Regions from separate parts of the Sus scrofa genome. Here region 1 is linked to region 2. Evidence: chromatin contacts called from public Hi-C data. All regions are on one chromosome and are shown on one strand. Each heading gives the region's core, a stretch centred on a gene start, on an enhancer-like site or on the middle of the called end of the contact. The rest is flanking DNA. Distances are from core to core; before and after follow the strand shown. Region 1 has its middle 57 kb from the start of KCNJ16. Region 2 overlaps KCNJ16 (inward rectifier potassium channel 16).

The links. Hi-C and Micro-C count contacts between places; a contact is called where the count stands out from the background.
Region 1: a contact with region 2 is called in a Hi-C map of liver, with 8 times the contacts expected there. The contact joins two enhancer-like sites. A contact is called at or near these places in 3 of 47 Hi-C or Micro-C datasets (heart right ventricle and liver) and 1 of 2 datasets of contacts at active chromatin or transcription factors (skeletal muscle).

The regions. Positions count from the first base shown.
Region 1 is chr12:10,591,572-10,598,454 of Sscrofa11.1, forward strand. No RefSeq gene overlaps it. Among named protein-coding and RNA genes, the nearest start is that of KCNJ16, 57 kb to the left of the region's middle. Within about 2 kb of position 5,245, at least 8 of the 83 cell types and tissues checked have an H3K27ac peak or open chromatin away from gene starts, as enhancers often do. A contact at or near this core is called in liver, where this site is marked.
Region 2 is chr12:10,462,193-10,468,609 of Sscrofa11.1, forward strand. All of the region lies in intron 2 of KCNJ16 (inward rectifier potassium channel 16), which reads right to left. Among named protein-coding and RNA genes, the nearest start is that of KCNJ16, 73 kb to the right of the region's middle. Within about 2 kb of position 4,304, at least 3 of the 83 cell types and tissues checked have an H3K27ac peak or open chromatin away from gene starts, as enhancers often do. A contact at or near this core is called in liver, where this site is marked.

The sequences.
Region 1 (6,883 bases), core at 3,995-6,494, 130 kb after region 2:
GAAAAAAAAGGAATCAAAATTTGTAAGCACAGAAATTACAGCTAACAACCCAACGGAGTAGATAGAACGGAAGACCGGAAATACGTATTTAATCCAAAATGCAGAACTACCTTGTTCTTTTATAACTATTCTTAGAACTAAAAATATTTCATGTAACTGAACTTTATACTTGGCTCATCAAAAATATTAATTGGCAATCTGTTAGCCATAATGTCTTAAACAACCTTTGACTTTCCTGAGGTCCAAAGGATATGTGTTACTATCTCCTTATGAAGTCCAAGTTCTGAAAGATGCAAATAATTCTGGTCTTATCCACCAGGTCTTAGGAAATGCAACTCCTCCTAAAGACCTGCTATTGATACATCTCTGTGAAATACATCTCATCAAGGTTTTACCCTCCTCCCATCATGCATTAGGGGGAAAACGTCAGGCTTCGATTACTTCTCCTTAAGTTGCGCTTTGGGAAGTTACCAGCATCTTATTCCCAGAAAGTGGATAAAATATATCCAGCCCTTGGTATTTTTTCTAAATAAATTGAATTGTGGCTTATTTGATTTACAAATTTTTAAAGGAAAAAAAGAGACAAATATACTGTAGCTACAAAACTAGTTTTTAAAGGATTGGAGGCAAATAGCCTCAGCATAACCCTGAACATTCCTTTGATGATACATTCCCCAGGAAAATGTTTTAAAAGTAAATAATTGTATATGTATTTGGTTAGTGCAAAAGCTGATTGTCTTTTCAGACAACCTTCTTGATGTGGTTGGAAATTGGAACAAGTTTGAAAAGCAATTTGACATTTTATAGCTCAGATATTTCCTCCTCTGCTTTCTACTTTCAGAAATGGAATACTTTATGATAGAGCAGCCAGAGACATGAAATTCAACTGGGAATAAATATTATATACTACAGGTAGGCTGTACTCTTCTGAATGCTATCCCTTATATGGGTTGTGCATTTCCTTATCTAGCTATCGCACCCAATTTCCTTTGAAAGCAATAGAGTACAACCAAGAAAATGTTTCACAATCTTTCTGAAGGTACCAATGAGAGATAGATTATGTCTGTTTATTACTGTACTTTGATATTTTGACTGAACCTGGAAAATTACGTTGGGTTGCTGGTGGTTTTCCTGTTTTGTTTTGGTACAAAATTACTTCTTTTCAACCAAGGCAGGAGGAGATGAAAGAAAGGATATTCTATTAACGTAGCATTACTACATTAAATGATCATCGGAAGAAATGTCTAAAGTGCTTGTGGGGAAGTGGAACTGCACCCTATGCTGCTGAGGATTTTGCATGCCAGAAAGCTTAACTTACTCACTGTCCCATTCAAGCACCAAACAAGAACCCATGGAAAATGTTCAACTTCCACAAGAGGAAAGTAAATTTCAGTGATTGAATGGGCCAGGGACTCATCCAGTTTTTGTTACTGCAACCAAAATGTACTACAGATGTGTCTTTTTTATGTGCACAAGGCCTTTCTTTCTAGTACTCAACCAGATTTCACCGAGCCATAAAGCTCTTTCAAGGATTTCCCTTTGTTAAGTCTCAAGATCACTTCATGAAGGGTAAGAGTGATGAGAAAGCATTTCCTTATGATCTCAGTATGCGTCTGCCCTCCAGGGGCCTGCCATAACCATCTCTTCCCATCTTCTCACACCTTTTCCTACCTGGATATCTTACAGAGAAAATAACAGAATGTAGTTTTCATCCATCGAAAAGTACCCAGTGACCAAGAACATATTATTTAAAATTGTCCCACTGAGCTAATTCTTCAACACACTACAATTCTTTTATTTTGGGGGGAGGAGGGAAGCTTTTTTTTCTTTTTTTTTTTTTAGGGCCACACCCGTGGCATACAGAAGTTCCCAGGTGAGGGGTCAAATTGGAGCTACAACTGCCTGCCTACACCCACAGCCAGAGCAACACGGAATCCAAGCCATGTCTGCACCTACACCACAGCTCATGGCAACACCAGATCTTTAACCCACTGAGCGAGGCCAGGGACTGAACCTGAGTCCTCATGAATACTAGTCAGGTTCGTTACTGGTGAGCCACAACGGGAATTCTGACAATTGCACTTTTTAATTACTTGGATAGCCCTGCTGAGGGGGGCGGGGACTGTCAAGTTGCTCATCAACAGACACAACATTTCAATTATGCAAGATGCAATAAGTTCTATAGATCTTGGTAGAACACTGCACCCAGAGTTAATCATGCTGTATTCTCCACTTAGAGTGTTGGCAGGTGGGTAGATCCCATTGTGTTCTTACCACAATGAAACAAGTTTTTTTAAAAGAAACTACTTGGATAACACTAAAATAATAATCTAATAGCAATATCTACCTTTTAGTTTACTGCTTTATTCCAGAAAATTGATGACTCCACCCAATTCTATATATGCTCTACTTCTCTCCCACTCTCCCTCACTGAAAGAGGTTTAAACAGCGTCTTAAAGAAGTCATTGAATAACTGATCCAACCAGGTAGCCAATATACAAATCCTGGACTGGCCTCTCAGTCTGACTGATTCCAAAGCCTTTGCTGAAGCTTCAATTTCATGCAGAAACTGCAATCACCTTGATATATCCTTATTCTTTTTAGAGACAGCCTGTTTAGATTAGGACAAAGTATCAAATGTCACAAGACAGAATTTCCATTTTATCCATGGAAAAAAACAAAGGATTTTTTAACTTAGGGTATTTCCCACCTTAATAGCATCTGATTCTGATTGCTCTTTCATTCTGTCTCCACTTTGTGTAAATACACCCATTCCGCATTGCAATGAAATCTTATTAATTCAGACCTGGCTTGTTTGGAATTTGTGATCATTTGACTGAGATGGGATGGGTTTACATTAATTTTTCTGTTATCTAAGGGGAAAGAATTTTTGAAGAAAGTGAATAATATTAAAATGATTTCCTGGAGTTTAATCTACCTAAGAATATACAGTAATTCTCAAGAACCTAGCAGCCACAATTTGCATATAAATGGTTAGTTTTCTCATATCTCTTATGAAGTGATCAAAGGCAGCCCACAAAACTTGGCAGCACTCAAATATTATTTCGTTCCCCTATATGGTTCAAAGAACTTACATAAATAAAATTTTAAGAGCCCACCTATAATAACACAAGCTGCCCATTCCCCCAATTATTTCAATTGGTGAGAGGTTTATAAATTCACTTGTCTTACATCCTGCTTTTTAAGTTTCGTTTTGTGAATATCTTTGGAGCTGGTGTGTCTGTAGCCCTTAAAGAAGCTATACATTGTATAACTAATTTTGTTTGTTTTCATCTGTTTTTTTTTTTTTAAGTCTTTTTGCCTAGATTTTCTAGGGCCACTCCCATGGCATATGGAGGTTCCCAGGCTAGGGGTCTAACTGGAGCTGTAGCTGCCGGCCTACACCACAGCCACAGCAACGCCAGATCTGAGCCGTGTCTGTGACCTACACCACAGCTCACGGCAATGCCGGATCCTCAACCCACCGAGCAAGGCCAGGGACCAAACCCACAACCTCATGGTTCCTAGTTGGATTCGTTAACTGCTGAGCCACGACAGGAACTCCTGTTTTCATCTGTTTTAATCTGAGTTTTGGACTGAGAGACAAAGATTCTAATCTGGGCTCTGCCTTTGATACAGTTACAATTCAGGCACATGACTTTGTCACTGGACCTACTTCCAGTAAAAACAGATAAAATGTCCACTATCCATTTGATAGCGAAGAAGTAAAAGATGTAAAGAACTGGGAAGTATCTCACGTTGTGCCTGGCACAGAGTAACCGCGTAACCAGTGAGCATTTACTTCCCTCCATTCTTTCCTCACACACCTGCTGGCCACTCTAGACATCTACATGCGGGTAAGGTGGTTTTAAAAGTGACTAAGGAGGTGAATGCAAAGGACCGTGTCTATGCCCATGGTCCATTGTCCCCCCCCGCCCCCCGAAAAAAACACCCAGCCCTTACTCCTCTCCCCATCCTGAATTGATTCTCCGGAAAAAACCCAAAAAGGGTCTCAGAGATTCAGACAAAGAGCACATCATAAGCTCTCAGACTGACATATAACAACTCCCAAAAAATGAAAGTATTGAGGAGGCCCAATAAAGCTGCCCACTGTTCTAAAGCTCAGGCTCCAGGTACCACTGAGAACTGAAGAGGAGGCAGAGTGAAACTAAGCCACTCAGGAAGAGAACAATTTCATTTGCTACCTGGGACTTTGCACTGTGACCCACACCGTGTCCTTCCTCTAGATCCTGGTCTGGTTATGATGGAGCAGCTAGTCAGCTGTCCTGTATGAATCAACAGATCTGAAGACTAGCTTTTTGAATCTGTCAAGATTTCTCAATGCCACTGTCATCAGAATGTGTTTCAGAGTCACCAGAGTCATGACAAAGTTTGTGGAGAAAGATGCAAACTTAGAATTTTATCTTTTTTTGCATTCTGGGATGCACAGATCTGGGATGCGTAACATCCATGGGGATGGAATGAGAAGAGAATTTTTTCATGTTAATTTTCATGGAAATATAGCTGACGCTAACACACTGCTCCTCCCTGAGGCAACCGGGGCCGGGAAGGAGAAAAGGGGGAGCGAGTTAGCAATCATATGGGTATAGGATTTTACTCCCTTTAAACCTTACAATCACCATAGTAACACTGAGATCAGAAGCATCATCACTATCCTCCTCCTCCTCATTATCATCACGTCATCCTTGATCTACAGACAGGATGCTGAAGAGCTGGAGGCACTGAATGACTTACCTAGATTCCATAAGCCACAGGCTCATTCCTACACATGACATTGTGCAAACTCTCCCAGCTCAAAGAAGGCAGATTTGGTGTTTGAACCCCCTTCTGCCGCTTCGCTATACGTCTCAGAGGACATCTGACCCTCTCTCATGACATCATTTTTTTTTTTTTTTTCTGAAAAATAAGAGGATTGAGTATGAGACGTAGAGCTGTGCTGGATAAAAAGTCGACGCCCAAAGGCAGATCTTTTCCACTTAACGCTTACTCCCACCAGCTGTCTTTTCTCTTTTAACTGACAGAAGAATCAGGAAACAAATAAGAATTGACAGCGCACAATAGTATTGCTGCCAACTCTAGAAGTTTGGAGGACCAGTCTTCCTCTTTAAAACACTCAAGGAAAGAAAGAAAAGAGACTGTATAAACAGCTCTGATTTTCCTGTCTCTTGATGCACTTCTGAACTTCACCACTAAAATAAAGCCTGCCAGCCAGTGCAGTCTGAAACTGCTTTCTGATCTCTGATCCAGTACAAACACAGGAACTAAATTATATTTCCAACCAATCAGTCCAGCTCCTCTGAAAAGGAAAAGCATTTTCCTGGACTGACAAATGAACTTGAATTAGGAGTGAATGCTTTACATTCACAGGTGGGCCAAGGAATTCACAAACCACAAGACAGGGGCAAAAGTCCCTACCCCCAGGTTAACCCTGACCCTGTTCTCAAGGCCGGAATGAAATGATCCAGGGCAAGGCTGTTAAAGAGTAATCTGAAGGTGGCTTTCATAACGGGCTGAGTACCTACAGAAACCTTTAAATAGAAACATCAGGATCTCAAGAAATGTAATTCATCATATCCATTTTTATCTGCAAAAAGCTTTTTCTGGAGGTCTGCCATAAAATCAACATATTCACGTCACTCGGGACCTATTAATCTAACAAAATATCAGCAATACAGAATGATTTGGGAAAGACATTTGGCAGAAAATATAAATGTCTCCGGACTAACGCATGGGGATGGGGGGTGGGGAGGTGGGGGAAGGAAGATTCTCTTGGAGTCTTTATTAGCTCAAATATCTGGCACGTATAGAATTTTCCAACTTGGCCATCTACAGAGGAACAAAATCAGTAGGGCCATTAGTACTGAAAGGGCATGCAGCTTCGCTCTTTTTTTTTATTTTGTAAAAAAACAAAACAAAAACAAACAAAAAAACCCAAAACCCTGGAGGTTACATAATGATTGCAGAAATATCTGGAAGTATAAATATTCAAAATGAAAACAAAAATAAACTGTAATTCCATTAACACAGTGGTGATTACCGTTAACATCTTGGTGCCTATCTTTCCAGACAGATTCGTGTGCTTTAATATCCAGACTTTGCTGTTTTTGCTATACGTCACTGTATTTGTTTTACAAACATGGAATCATAATACATGAACTTCTTTTCTTACCCAGCAGCCCAAGACTATTGTAGGAAAGTTAGAAAATTTAAGAAAACACAAAGCAAAATACATTAAATCATCTAGTTCTTAAATAGTTGGTGTCCATTTCCCCTGATATTTTCGGTGCACTTTTTATACATTGAATAGGAATTTTGTATAAATGTCACAGTTGTACAAAAGATGTTCTGTTGCCTGATTTCCTCATTAACCCTGAATATTTTTCATATCAGAAATTATGGGTATGCATGTCTACTACTGCCGGTCTCCTAGTCCATCCTTGAATAGCCTTTGTATTTCTGGAAAAGAAATTGTTGGTCCAGAAAGCATATAATTTAACCTCTCCAGAGCACTGCAGGACAGTAGCCATTTCCTCATAACCTAGCCAAACTCGAACCTCGCTGTTCATTTTTATTCTTGTCTGTTTCACGGAAGAAAAGTGTTACGTTTAGTGTTTGTTAAATCGAACTCACCTTGGAAAAGGTCTGTGTTCATATGTTTAACAAATACTTTTAGGGCTTTTACTGTGGGCCAGGCGCTATTATAAGTACTTGCCAGCTACTCATTTGATTTTCTTAACAGCTCCGTAAGATTGATACCATTACTATTCCTCCCATTTCACAGATGGGAAAATGGAGGCATGAAGAGATGAATTAACTTACCCAGGAACAAGAGAGCTGGAACTCGGACCAGGCAGTTGGGCTC
Region 2 (6,417 bases), core at 3,054-5,553:
CCTATGCATCTCTTCAATCCAGCTGTTGCTGAGTCATATGCTTTTCTAGTAAATGAGTGATCTAATAAGTAATGTTCCTCTGAGTTCTGTGAGCCACTCTAGCAACTTTATCAAACCCAAGGAGAAGGTCATGGAATCTCTGATCGATGACAGTTGGTCAGAAGTCCAGGTGATCACCTGAACTTGCAATTGACACTCTGAGTTGGAGGGGGCTGTAGGAACTTCTAATTGGTAGCCAGTCAGTGGTCAGAAGCTCAGCTAACAACCGGGCTTGCACCTGCTATCCCAAAGAGGGAGAGGGGGCAGTCTTGTAGGAGTGAACCCTTCGCCCGTAGAATCTGACGCTACATCTGGGTACATGGTTTCAGAACTGAGTTGGATGACAGGACACTCAAAAGGTGTCTGGAAAATTGCCCCTTTTTGTGGGGACATTGTCCCTGCGATGTTGGAACTGGGTCTGGAAACCGAAAAGAATGTGGTGGTCTGGAACACTCACAAAATAGAGTAAAAATAATACCTTCAAAGATGTTATTTAAGAGTATCCAAGTAAGTCAGTATAGCGTATTCATTTCAGTAATTTATAAATCACGGAGAGTTAGGTTTTTTTTGTTTTTGTTTTTTTTTTTTGTCTTTTCTAGGACTGCACCCTCGGCATATGGAAATTCCCTGGCTAGGGGTTGAATCAGAACTATAGTTGCCAGCCTCCGGCACAGCAATGCCGAATCTGAGCCACGTCTGTGACCTACACCACAGCTCACGGCAATGCGAGATCCTTAACCCACTGAGCAAGGCCAGGGATTGAACCCACGTCCTTGTGAATACTAGTCACATTCATAACTGCTGAGCCACAACGGGAAGTCCAACCTTTTTTTTTTTTTTTTTTTTTTTTTGTCTTTTTGTCTTTTTTTGTTGTTGTTGTTGTTGCTATTTCTTGGGCCGCTCCCGCGGCATTAGTCCAACTTTTTAAACAGTAAATTTAGTTCATATTAAAGCCAAGCTGTATATTGTTTATCCACCAAGTATTTTAATAGGTTCGGTGTCAGAGATCATTCTGTTTCCTAATAATGAATTTAGAATGGGGGCTCTCCCTTCTTCTGCAAACTGATATCTCCAGGGAGCGGGGGTTGGTAGAAGAAAGAAGGGTCACAGTGGGTGCCAGTGTGTGCCTGTGTGTGTGTCGGCTTTAGCTGAAAGCTAAGAAACGTAGTGAAGTAACACTCCTGTTGGTTACGGGAGCAGAGTGTTCTCGAGTGGGTGGGATGCTGGGGCTCTTCTGACAGTGGGAAACAGCCATGTGAGCGCTCCACATGCGGTTTCCGAGCCCACCTATCCTTCTCCGCTGCCCACAGAGCGGAAAGGCATGAAGAATACGCAAGATTGGACTTCTCCTTTCCACTGAACCAATTTTCACAAAATAGAACCCAGTGAAAGAAAGTACTGGGCTCCCCAAATGCATATTGAAAAGTAATCCATTTTTTCACTCATCAGATAACAACACTGAATGACTAGGGTAACCCAACTTCTCTTTCCTACGGCCTTAATGAAAAGGCCAGTTCATTCTATTTGGAAATGAGTGAGATGCATCGTAATGAAAAGCTCTGATTCTTGGCCAGGACTTCGCAAAGGCCATGAATAGCCCAGCTTAAAAGTTGAATTTCTTGTTTTCCTTCCTGTGTGGCACTCTTTGAAAAGGCAAGAAAATGGTCCATTTGGTCTTTGGAAAACCCATCTCTGAGTATGAGGCACTGCCAGCTGGTTAGGTTCATTCTGGGTAAATGAAGCCATGGGGGCATTAGGAATGAAATGGCTAAAGGACAAACTCAAAAATGAAGACAAAGTAACACATTTAGTTTTTTTTGCTAATACAGTGAGGGTGGTGAACAGATCCTATTGGAGGACACAGCATCTCCAAAGCAGAGTCCTGGCACATTTGAGTGTTTAGTGTCCCACATGCTTGTCACCCATAAGTTCTCCTCTGTGGTCTAACAGTTCTACTACAAAACACATTCAGTGTTCTTAAAAATCACCATAGTCTGCAAAAACATAAAAATGAAAAGCAAAAAACAAACAAAAACCAAGGACTTACGGAGAAAACAGGGTAAGGGGCACAATACTCAAAAACTTCATCAGTGACGTATTATTAAAAGATAAAAATAAGGAGTTCCCGTTGTGGCTTGGTGGGTGAAGAACCCGACATAGTGTCCATGAGGATGCGGGTTTAATCCCTGGTCTCACTCAGTGGGTTAAGTTTTGTCCCAAGCTGCAGCATAGGTTGCAGATGCAGTTCCGATCCGGTGTTGCTACAGCTGTGGTGTAGGGCTGTGGCTGTGGTGTAGGTCTGCAGCTGCAGCTCCGATTTGACCCCTAAACTGGGAACTTCCATATGCTGCAGGTGCAGCCCTAGAAATTAAAAAATAAAAAGACAAGACCCTGATAAAACAGTGGAGTGTCACTGTTTTATGCATGGTCAATATTAAAGAATGCATAAATGCTACAGTGAACACAGCATTTTGCCTTGGGAAAGGCCTGAGGTTTACTTGGGGAAGTGGGCATTGGAAGAAAGGTTTGCAGTTTGCAAGTTATTGAGAAGTGGTGGAAGGAGGGTTCCCTGAAATCTGATGGAATTAGTACTATTAAATGTAGGTAGATGAGCTCATAACACATTTGGTGAACTGAGATGGCCAGGGATAGAGAGAGAGAGAGAGAGAGAGAGAGAGAGTGAGTGTGTGTGTGTGTTGTATTCCTCTGTAGCTCCGCTGGCTTGGGTGCAGTTTTTTCACTCACCTAGTATTTCTTGAAAACAGAATCACAGGTAGGCCAACAGGAAGCTTGTTCAAATGACATGTTATGCTCAAGCAAACACATTATGTCCAATTGTTCCTTAATATATTAAATGCACTGGAACTAATCTGCATGTTCAAAACAAGTGTTATGGCAGAACTGACTGTATCTTTTCAGGTTATGCTTATTTAATACCTAACAGTCAAATGAAGAGTTCAAATTTTTCTTAACTCTGTGAAGGTTTCCAAACAGCTGTTCAGGGTTGTGTGGACATATGAAATCACCTTACTTCTATGTGTTTTTCTTGTCCCCAAGAGGACCATAAGTATGATAGAGTCAAAGACTGTTCAAGAGCTTCTGATAGGATGGAGCACCTTACTGACTGATCGTGTTATCTTTTTCTGCTCATCTTCTTTACCCCAACTCTGGGTTTTTTTTTTAATTCTTCTGTTTGTTCCAGATTTTAATCAAAGCCTTTTATAGCATAGCATATATATAGCATTGCTACTGTTATATTCTGAAAATGTATCCAGCAATTTCTTACCCTTGAAATGTTCTTTTCTTGCTTCACTTATTTGGATTTTGGGTTATTCAGTGTGTGTGTTGCCAATTCTCTGACACTGGTTTACTTACATAAATAATGCAAAGCAAATGCTTTTCAATACATCTCATCTGGTTTTTCAATAATGGGCAAAGTTCAGAATATCCTCTGTCTAGGAATCTTACTTACTCTTTGGAAAGGATTTTACAAAGATGCAATGTAAATATAAAATAACAGGAACACCCACATCAGGTTGGGCCTCTTTTTCATCATGTTTTTAATTAATGCTAATCCAGAAAACAACCTACAAAACATGCATCCACATATGCACAATGCAAATCTTCTTATACATATCCCTTCTATGATTAAATTGATTCCTGAAGAATTGGCTAAGACAATCAGTACCAAAGGTCAGCTTCAAAACTTCCTCTGCCCCTGAGAATGTTTTGTGTTAATAATATGCATTTGTTTTATAGTCACTTAAGAAAGCCTCTTTTAGGTCAAACTAGAGAGCCAAGATTATAACAAGGGGGAGGAGTTCCTATTGTGGCTCAGTGTAAAGGAATCTGACTAGTATCCGTGAGGACACAGGTTTGATCCCTGGCCTCACTCAGTAGGTTAAGGATCTGGCATTGCCGTGAGCTGTGGTGTAGATCACAGACGCAGCTTGGACCCCATGTTGCTGTGGCTTTGGCGTAGGTCAGCAGCTACAGCTCAGTTTCGACCCCTAGGTTGGGAACCTCCATATGCCACGGGTGCAGCCCTAAAAACACAAAAACCAACCAACCAACCAAACAAACAAAAACAAGGGGGAAGAGTCTACCAACTCTATAGAGTTAAATGAATCCAGGCTTCTAGAAAGAAAAGAAAGCCAAGTTTTTTTTTTTGTTTGTTTGTTTAGAAAGGTTACTAAATGTCTCAGTCTCTTGATATTTTATCCCGAAGCCTACAAACAGAAAGCTGTGCCATCCAAGGACAGAGGCCATATATTGATCTGGACAGGATGATAGATGAGGAACAGAGGAAAAAGCCAGGCCTAGGATCACAGTTAGAAACCCAGAACAAAACAGGGAAAATCGATTCTCAAAGTTAATAAACTTGCTAAACAGAGTTTCTTTGCCATTAAAAAGGACAAAATTTTTTTTAACTTCTTCACATTTAGGGCAATATGTTTCTTAATTTTCTTGACCATAATCTAGTAAATCTTTAGCAATCACTCAATCCCAGGGCCTTCCTGGGGAACTCTGCCTGAATCACCATCAAGGAGTCATGTGAGAACAATATTTGCTTTCTAGAATTAAAAGGAAATCAGCAGATGTTTCATAGAGGGAACATGATTTCATTGAAGGTATTAAACCCTTTTACCTACATTTCTTTGAAGACAAATGTTTCTGTTTCCTTTATGGAACCAATATATTTTGTTTTCTCAGAGTAACACTGTACAATTCTTCCATAAACCACTGATGACTGGTGAGTCACCCTTTTTTTCTTCCCTAGAGTTGAGAGATTAACAGAGCCTGAAGTCTGAATGTTGTATAACTGTCCCTACTCTACCAAGATTTCAGAAGTTTTAAGCAAAGAAGAGATCATGATTTAAAAAAAAAAAAATCTGATTCTTTTAAAAGTAAGAACACAAACTTCCAATGCTCTCCCTTACTGAGTTATTGCTGTCATTCTTCATGGGAGATTTCTCTCATATGATTGTAATTCCCAACAAAACTGAGCTATTGGAACACAGCATCAGGGCCTGCCTATAATAGTGCCTTGGGTGATTTATTTAAGAAAAAAGAGAGCGAGCTACAGATGAATGAACCATAGGGATTCAAGAGGCAGAAACTGAATTGTGCAGTGTATTCAACTTGGCAGCACAGTCTCAAGTTCATTCATTTGGCCCAGCTCAGGTCTCAGTAACTGGAGGAGAGCAGAGAACAGTAATCAGTGGAAAATACTCCTGTCTGATCAGTTCTAAGCTGTGACAGGTGACATGCGGTCCTTGGGGGAGAGGAGGTAAAAAATGAGGAGTCCAGAGGAGGGAATAGTCAACTGAAACTCATAAATGTTAAGTGGGTATAAAGAAAAAAGTAAAAGACACGGCATCATCGATTGTTGACACTACAAATACCCAGGAGGCCTCATCATTTCTCCCGCAGGAGACATTTTGTTTGTTTGATTAGACGTGCATGTTGCTTGCACGTGCATGTTAACTGACAACCTCCCCACTCCCACAGCTTTTTCTAGCTACTGATGCTTTTGAGCCCGGCCTCGGATCAGGCGATCCAAGGATTTGCTTGTTGCCGCTACCTGCAATCTACTGTCGTTCCCCCTCCTGGTTGATCTGCTGGTACTTCACCCCTTGTCCAGGTAGAGTGTGATTTTCTACTCTTTTTTGGTCACCATATCTTGGGTGAATGCCTCCCTCCCCAGTAGGTTAGTCTCAGGGCCATGGTCATTCCTTAATGCAAGCCTAGTTGCATCACTGGTTTTCTGTACTTTGATTTGGACCCATCAAAGGAAAATCTCAGCTTGGCTAGGCAGGTTGGGGGCCTGATGCACAGCTAGCACTTTAAATATATCAGTAAAACAATGTGTGAATAAATTGATTTGACAAAGTCAAACTGTTGAGTCATCTAAACAGGCAGATGTAGCTTGTGCTGTCACAAGACCAAACTCCAGGCATCGTGATATAATAGTAAGAAAACTGCTACCATTTCCCTCAAATTAGTCAGAAATGGACAAAGCAACTTCTACTAATAACCATTTCTCTGACATGTCTCTGTGAAGAAGAAAGTGCATGGAAGGAACCAGGCATTTCACCCCTGGGGTACATGCTTAGGATAAGTTGTAATGATTCATTCTGATTGATGCATGAACTGAGTTTTCCCAGAATCCAGTCAGTTGCCCTAGAAAAAAATTTAAACATTGTATATATAAAACTATATATGCAATATATACAACTACATATAATACTATATGTCACTACATATAACACATAACTATATATGTGCAGTTATTTTTCATAAAATATAAAAGTATAACTAATAGGGAAGTCATTTCTGATATAAAATAAAAGGTAAATTCTGGATTATTTCATTAAG